Regions from separate parts of the Danio rerio genome. Here regions 2 and 3 are each linked to region 1. The links are chromatin contacts, called in public Hi-C and Micro-C maps. All regions are on one chromosome and are shown on one strand. Each heading gives the region's core, a stretch centred on a gene start, on an enhancer-like site or on the middle of the called end of the contact. The rest is flanking DNA. Distances are from core to core; before and after follow the strand shown.

Region 1 (2,700 bases), core at 100-2,599:
AAAAAAAATATTAAAGTGTCATGCAAACAAAAAGAGTAGCATGGAAAATGTGGAGGTATTTTATTACAGTTCGAAATGATTTAACAAAAGGTGGGCTGACTTGTTAAACTGACGGCAAACTGTGCAAAACATCACTTCATTTTTTTGTCACGTTGTTCACATGTAAATGTCTGCTTCCAAAACATTAGAAACAGACATTTTCTTTTAGCCTTATATTTTGATATTGCCGCCATGTTGCTGTTTCTTCCCTGTTCTGGATGTTACCAGGTTATGAAAAGAAAATTGCATGCTCAAAACATCAAATCAGATGAGAGGAACCTTAAAGCAATATGGTGTTTACTACATCACAGACAAGGTAGTGTTTAAAGACTTAAAAAGCACGCAATTGACAAATAGCAGACAAATTAAATGTTTGGCCAGTAAATGATCCTGTCTACTGTCCCAAGCGTCTCTCACGCTGGCCCTGGGCCACCGGGCAGTCCTTATTGTTGAGCCCTGCCCTATATTGTTTACCATGGTACTTTGAATATTCGGCCTGAAATCACATGTGATTATGACTTGAAAACAATATTAGCATTATTTATTTAAGGTTAATTATTCTACTTTGATAGTAGTTGGTTGCTAATATGATAAACAAATGTGGAATTTATAAAGAATACGCTTCTGAAGGTATATTATCAAGAAGAAAGTCCCAATGTGCGAATATAAAACCAAATTTTCCTAAATTCTAGCTTTATATATAGTTTTATATTCACACATTCAACTTGTGACATGCTCCCTATATTGTTTACCATGGTACTTTGAATATTTAGCCTGAAATTACATGTGATTATGACTTCAAAACAATATCAGCACTATTTATTTAAGGTTAATTATTCTACTTTGGAAGAAGTAAGCTGCTAATATGCTTTCCAAATGTAGAATTTACAAGGATTTACTTTCTGAAATTACATTATTATGGAAAAGTCTGAATGTGCGAAAATAAAACCAACTTCACCTCAGTGTTAGCTTTCAGTTCAGGGTTACAGTAATCGCATGTTCAAGCCTGTCCTGAATGTCAAAGCATTACATCAGATTCCTCCTCAGTGAGATCGAGCACACTCTTCTAAGCACGGGTATACCCATATACATGTTTATAATCGTGAATTTACACAGACACGTGGAGTAAAACAGACAGTAAGGGCAGAAATGCTCCTTTACCTCCCCATATGCCGAGGCTGAGCTGCGAGCTGTCGAGGTTTCCAACATAGTCCCCCAGAAACCGGTTCAGCACGTCGACCACCACCGACTCAAACACCATTTTCGCGTCCTCCTCATGCGACCATCAGCATGTTTTCACTCGTCTGCGACTCGTGCAGCAGCTGAGAGTGTAGTTGTATTTACTGTCAGTCCCGTTTCCTGAAATAAACATCACTGGAGGGACGGGGAGGAGGATCTGAGTGCGCGCCGCCGCCACCGCCTGTGCGACAGCGCCCTCTGTTGACGAACATCCGGCATGGGATCAAAATCGTTCATATCTTTATATATGTATATTGTATATTTTTGAATATTAGCGCTGGGCTAAAATTTATCGCATGCAAAATAAAAATTTGTTTAGAAATAATATAATAATAACAAGTGTATTTTATTAACGTCTGAACGCTGAACCTAATCATCAATATAACATGAAAACAGTAATTATACAGTAATTATTCGCATTATTTATTAAATTACTGATTAAATTGTACTTTATTTACGTCTACCTCTACCCCAGCTCTTACTGTAATGTAAAACAGCAATCATACCGAGTATAATTCACATTATTTTTTTAAATTACCTATTAAAATGTTTTATTAATGTCAACCCCAACACTCACAGTATTATAAGAACTGTAATTATACAGAGTATTATTCATATTATTGATTAAATTACCCATTAAATTGTATTTTATTAGCATCTATACCTACCCGAACCCTCACATCAATGTAAAAACAGTAATTATATAGTGTGTTATTCACATTATTTATTAAATTACCTATTAATTTGTATTTATTAACGTCTACCTCCATCCCAATCCTGACAGTAATGTAAAAACAGTAATTATTATAGAGTATTATTCATAGTATTTATTAAATTTTCCATGAAAGTGTATTTTATTAACGTCTACCCCTACTCCAACCCTCACAGTAATGTACAAACAGTAATTATACAGACATTTATTCAAATTATTTATTAAATTACCAATAAATCATAACTCAATAACGTCTACCTCCATCTCAACCCTGACAGTAATGTAAATACTGTAAATATATTGAGTATTATTCATATTATTTATTAAATTACCTATTAAATTGTGTTTTTAATAATGTCTACCCCTACTCCAACCCTCACAGTAATTTAAAAACAGTAATTATATAGTGTATTATTCATATTATTTATTAAATTACCTTTTAAATTGTATTGTATTAACATCCTTCTCCATCCCAACCCTGACAGTAATGCAATTACAGTAATTATATAGTGTGTAACTCATATTATTTATTAAATTACGCATTTATTTGTATGTTATTAACATCTACCCCTACTCCAACCCTGACAGTAATATAAAAACAGTAATGATATAGTCTATTATTCATATTATTTATAAAACGACCCATTAAATTGTATTTTATTAACATTTACCCCAACCCAACCCTGACAGTAACGTAAAAACCATTATTA
Region 2 (2,768 bases), core at 148-2,647, 180 kb after region 1:
GGGGTTCAAATGTTCGATTTAGTATCAAAGTCAATTAATTTTTGTCTGTAATTAGATTTTTACAAGTTTCGTTGGTCACGATTTTAAGCGCAACACTAAAGAACTACATTTCCCAAGATCCCCTCAAACCCCAACTAATTTTTACTCTTGGGTGAACTATTTCTATATAAGCCATTTTACTGAATTTGCATTTCTAGGTAAAACAAAAGAGCAAGAGTAAGATCTAAATTGCATGTTAGTCTATGTAAGTAAGTTTGTAATAAAGAAATATATAAAAAAAAATAATAATGTTAAAAAAATTTTTCTCAAGAAACGTGAAGGCAAAATGCCACCAGAATGGCTGACGAAATTGGAATGTGTAGTTTGTTTATACACAATTTATAACAAAGTTTATTATTTTTATATATTCGATTATTACAGGGGTATTTGTCACAATTTTAAATGCGACACAAAAGAACTACATTACCCAAGATCCCCTCAAAGCCCAAATGTACACTCTGGTCTCGCAATACTATCTGAAATTGATTTCGCAGCATCGAAGTCAATTAATTTTTGTCTGTATTTTGATTATTACAAGTTTTTTTGTTTGTCACGATTTCAAACGTGACACTAAAGAACTACATTACCCAAGATCCCCTCAAACCCCAAGTTTGGTATCGCAATACTATCTAAAATCTGTTGCGAAGTTTCGTAATCAATTAACTTTCCTCTATATTTTGATTATTACAAGTTTCGTTGGTCACGATTTTAAATGTAAGAGTGATCTATTGCTATATAAGCCATTTTACTGAATTTCTAGGTAAAACTTAATAGTAAGATCTAAAATTTGTAAGCATCTAATAATGTAATAAAAAATTAAACCACAAATCTAAAAATAAAAATCCACAGCTTCCTTCTTCTAGAAAAGGGAAGCCTAAATGCCAACGGAATGGCTGCATCGTCATCTTGTGCCAATGGCATCATTTGGAGCCTGATTCTGTGCACCGGTCATTAGTTAAAGCCACGGCATTACAATTAAACCCGAACTCCTACAAAAATCTTGAAATAAAACCTGTTTATAGCATGAAATAACTAGCTAAAAGCAAACACAAAACCAAACAAGGAAGTCATTTCTTTAGTATATTTAAAACAAATTTATGTATTATGTAGTTATTAAAAAACTGCTTACATAAAGTTTATAACGAAGTAAATTAATTTTAATTCGTCTATATTTCGATTATTACAAAAGTCGTTTCTCACACGCAACAATAAAGAACTACATTTCCCAAGATCAACCCTGGTATCGCGATACTATCTAAAATCCGTTGCGTAGTCTCGCGAGATCACCTTCCTGCTGTCTAGCACAGCACTAAAAACTGTCAGTGAGGCTAGTGGGGGGTAAGAATTGACCAAATCTGCGACTGTCCTGTCAAACAGCGGTGTGAATGTCCACATCTGTGCTCCTGTGTTGTTATATACGTCACGCGTGACGGCTGAGGAGAAAACCCCCCCAGCAGCGTTCTCGTCCAAACTGTACAGGCCAAAAACAGAATCTGAAGTAGATCAAACAGTGGGCTGTGATTCAGCGAGCAAATGGCGTTGAAAAGAATCCAAAAGGTGAGTGTGCAGATCGCAAAACCTCACACACTCCATCAGTGTCCTAGTCGTCGTCGTATTGTGCTGCTGTGAATGTAAACAAGTCGCACTTTACCCATTTTATCCCCATCTGGTCAAGACAAAGACGGATGGCTAATGGAGGATGCATGCAGTCGACAGAAACACGATCTTTTTTTCTGATCCTACACATGAACGTGCACACTATTATATGCAGTCTTTATTTATTTTTGTAATATATTGCTGGTTATGAGTGTTTGATTTGCGCAATATGCTATCGGCAGCGTCTTTTGTTAAAGATACAGGGGATATCTGTGCATCCCACACGTGTTGTCAGCAGTATCAGACGCTGTTATGAATGATTTATGGTGTGTGAGTGTGTTGGATGGTTAACATTGCGTTGAAATGCGTGTTTTGTGTTGTCGGTCATCATGAATGAGAGAAGCGCTGCTTTTGCGCATGCGTGATGGCAGACACTGCTTTCAAGTTGCCAATGCTGAACCCCAATGTCAGCGTGTCCATATATGGCTCGGCAAATAGGGCACTAGGACAGCGGAGGGTATTTTTAACAGATTCACAACCCTGCCTGCTAACAAGCGATTGCTGCAAAAATCAACCGAGTTTTGTGGTTGCAACCATTACCACTTATTTTAAGAAGAGTATGTCTTGGTGTTTATTTAGCTACTCACCCTAGTGTTGTTGTTGTGAACTCGCATGCTGTTATATTTAGTAAAAATGTGCATTTAGCTGGGTCATTTTTAAGATTAAGGTAAAGTTGTTTTTTTATTCACACATTTGTTATATTTCAACAGCAACCCAGGGCTGCCAACTTTTGGTTTTAGCTTGGAGTGAGAATTTTAGTCCCACCCCTATGCCCAAGCCACGCCCCAGAAGCAAACCACGCCCCCATTTGTTTATAAATATATATACACAATTATACATTTATTATTTTTTGATAAATACTTTAAATAAAATATGTATTATAAATAATAGTATTATTTTATTCTAAATATAAAAAAAATCGGGCTTGTGGCTGGAAGGGCATCCTCTGCGTGAAACATGCTGGATAAGTTGGCGGTTCATTCCGCTGTGGCGAGCCCAGATTAACAAAGGGATTAAGCCGAAAAGAAAAAAAAACACTGGGAAACATTGTGAAGACACAAGTGAGGCGATAT
Region 3 (2,700 bases), core at 152-2,651, 220 kb after region 1:
CCAAAGAAAATCTCCCCCACACCATTACACCACCACCACCAGCCTGAACCGCTGATACAAGGCAGGATGGATCCATGCTTTCATGTTGCTGATGCCAAATTCTGACCCGAGCATCCGAATGTGTCAGCAGAAATGGAGACTCATCAGAGCAGCAACGTTTCTCCAATCTTCTATTGTCCAGTTTTGGTGAGTCTGTGTGAATTGTAGCCTCAGTTTCCTGTTCTTAGCTGACAGGAGCGGCACCCGGTGTGCTCTTCTGCTGCTGTAGCCCATCCGCCTCAAGGTTGGACGTGTTGTGTGTTCAGAGATGCTCTTCTGCAGAGCTCGGTTGCAACGAGTGCTTATTTGAGTTACTGTTGCCTTTATATCAGCTGGAACCAGTCTGGCCATTCTCCTCTGACCATCAACAAGGCATTTGCCCCACAGAACTGCCGCTCGCTGGATATTTCCTCTTTGTTGGAGCATTCTATGTAAACCCTAGAGATGGTTGTGCATGAAAATCCCAGTGGATCAGCAGTTTCTGAAATACTCAGAGCAGCCCGTCTGGCACCAACAACCATGCCAAAGTCATTTAAATCCCCTTTCTTCCTTATTCTGATGCTCACTTTAAACTGCAGCAAATCATCTTGACCATGTCTACATGCCTAAATGCATTGAGTTGCTGTCATGTGATTGGCTGATAAGAAATTTGCGTTAACAAGCTGTTGTACAGGTGTACCAAATATAGTGGCCATATATATATATATATATATATATATATATATATATATATATATATATATATATATATATATATAAATATATATATATATATATATAATTATTCTTTATTCATAAGTGTAAATAGAAAGTACCTTTATGCATTAGAATAATATAATAAATATATATTTTATTTGGTAAATCTTTGTCTCTGTCTTATTGTAATATTTTTTTCTATTATTGCCATTTTATGTTTGTCATGATACAAATCACAATTAAATTATTAAAATAAATTTTATTAAAAAGCTCATTGTCAATCGTGTGTTACCATTTTACGGTAACCTTCAGAATTTTCATATGGTTTGTGTACGACTTTTATTTAAATTATTTTGTTAATAATATAGCTATAAGTGTAATAACTGATCTTCTGTAATTATTTTATACTCTGTGCGAATCGTTATTAAACCAATAATACAAAAAAACATTGAGAAGTAATTAATATTTATAAGATAAGTCATCATTCGCCAGCTGGCACCCGCAAACATCCCGAGCGTCAGCGCTTTAGCGAATCAGAAACGCGAATTCGGCAAAACCTCGCTTTGCGTGATTAATATTCATGAGCTCCACCTTCACCATAGTAGGCTTCGTATGTGGCTGACAGGGAGGAGTGAGTGCTACGTGATGCTTCCTGTGTGCGTAGAGCCAAGGGAGAGATCCTGATCTGCCGCCGGAGTTCACTGCATCTTTCCCCGTTGTCGGACCTCCGAAACCCCGCACATTCCTCCATCATGGCGGTGAATCTGAGTAAAAACGGGCCTGCGCTCACCGCGGCCTATAATGAGGTGGTGGGCGAGAAGTCGGAGACGAACTGGTGAGTGGAAACTCCAGGGTTTGTGCCTGTTCACTCACTGACATCCTCATTTATAGCATGCTAGCCGCTAATCAAACGCTTATTATTTGTGTTTATCATCTCATAGATGCTCAGTAGCGTCAATATAACCCTTACAGAAATTATCAGATTTTTAAAACAGTAAAATTATAGTAAACATGATTGTTGTTAACACAATGGCTTCAATTTGGTGTTACAGTTAACGTTACCATGGTAAACTATTTGATTTTGAAAAGCCATAGTTATTTTGAGATCACCATGGTCTATGGTAACCCGTAAGTGGTGTTTTGCAACACCAATAATAGTTTTACCATAGTAACTCAACACAAATGGAAGACAGTATGCCAAAAAAAAAACTTGTTTACTTCATTTTTACTATTTAACAGACATGGTTAATTTTGTATGGGGCTGACATTTAGTGAACTGAGGTGAAGTTGTTTCGTTTGTGTCTGTTCACTCACTGACATCCTCATTTATAGCATGCTAGCCGCTAATCAAACGCCTTATTATTTATTAATCTTCTCATAAATGCTCATTAGCATAAATACAGAAATTAACAGATTTTTAAAATAGTGAAATTATATTAATCATGATTGTTATTAATACAATGACTATTTGGTACTACAGTTACCATGGTGAAACTATTTGATTTGAAAAACCGTAGTTAATTTGAGATTACCATGGACTATGGTAACCCCAAATTATATGGTTTTCCAACATCGACCATAGTTTTACCATAGTAACTGAAGTCAGTGAGCCAACTTGGTTACTACATTTTTACTATTAAAGCATGGTTAATTTCATAAGGGATTAACCTTTGATGAACTGAGGTGAAGTTGTTTCGTTTGTGTCTGTTCACTCACTGACATCCTCATTTATAGCATGCTAGCCGCTAATCAAACGCCTTATTATTTGTTAATCATCTCATAAATGCTCATTAGCATCAATACAACCCTTACAGAAATTAACAGTTTTTTTATAGTAAAACTGCAGTTATCATGATTGTTATTAACACAATGGCTTCAATTTGGTGCTAGAGTTACCATGGTAAAACTATTTCATTGGAAAAACCATAGTTAGTTTGAGATTACCCTGGACTATTATGATAACCC

What was found. Hi-C and Micro-C count contacts between places; a contact is called where the count stands out from the background.
Region 2: a contact with region 1 is called in a Hi-C map of hematopoietic stem cells, with 5 times the contacts expected there. The contact joins the promoter of ube2d4 here to the promoter of vps13a in region 1. A contact is called at or near these places in 8 of 18 Hi-C or Micro-C datasets (caudal fin, embryo, fibroblasts and 3 more) and 3 of 4 datasets of contacts at active chromatin or transcription factors (caudal fin, embryo and gastrula embryo).
Region 3: a Micro-C map of caudal fin shows a contact between it and region 1, with 4 times the contacts expected there. The contact joins the promoter of dbnlb here to the promoter of vps13a in region 1. A contact is called at or near these places in 2 of 18 Hi-C or Micro-C datasets (caudal fin and an unstated tissue) and 1 of 4 datasets of contacts at active chromatin or transcription factors (gastrula embryo).

The regions. Positions count from the first base shown.
Region 1 is chr8:61,930,664-61,933,363 of GRCz12tu, forward strand. It overlaps vps13a (vacuolar protein sorting 13 homolog A), which reads right to left and starts at 1,350. Exons shown (of 73, transcript NM_001118893.2): 1 at 1,201-1,350. The coding sequence starts at 1,300.
Region 2 is chr8:62,114,265-62,117,032 of GRCz12tu, forward strand. It overlaps ube2d4 (ubiquitin conjugating enzyme E2 D4), which reads left to right and starts at 1,398. Exons shown (of 7, transcript NM_001089453.1): 1 at 1,398-1,596. The coding sequence starts at 1,573.
Region 3 is chr8:62,145,847-62,148,546 of GRCz12tu, forward strand. It overlaps dbnlb (drebrin-like b), which reads left to right and starts at 1,402. Exons shown (of 13, transcript NM_001020700.2): 1 at 1,402-1,570. The coding sequence starts at 1,488.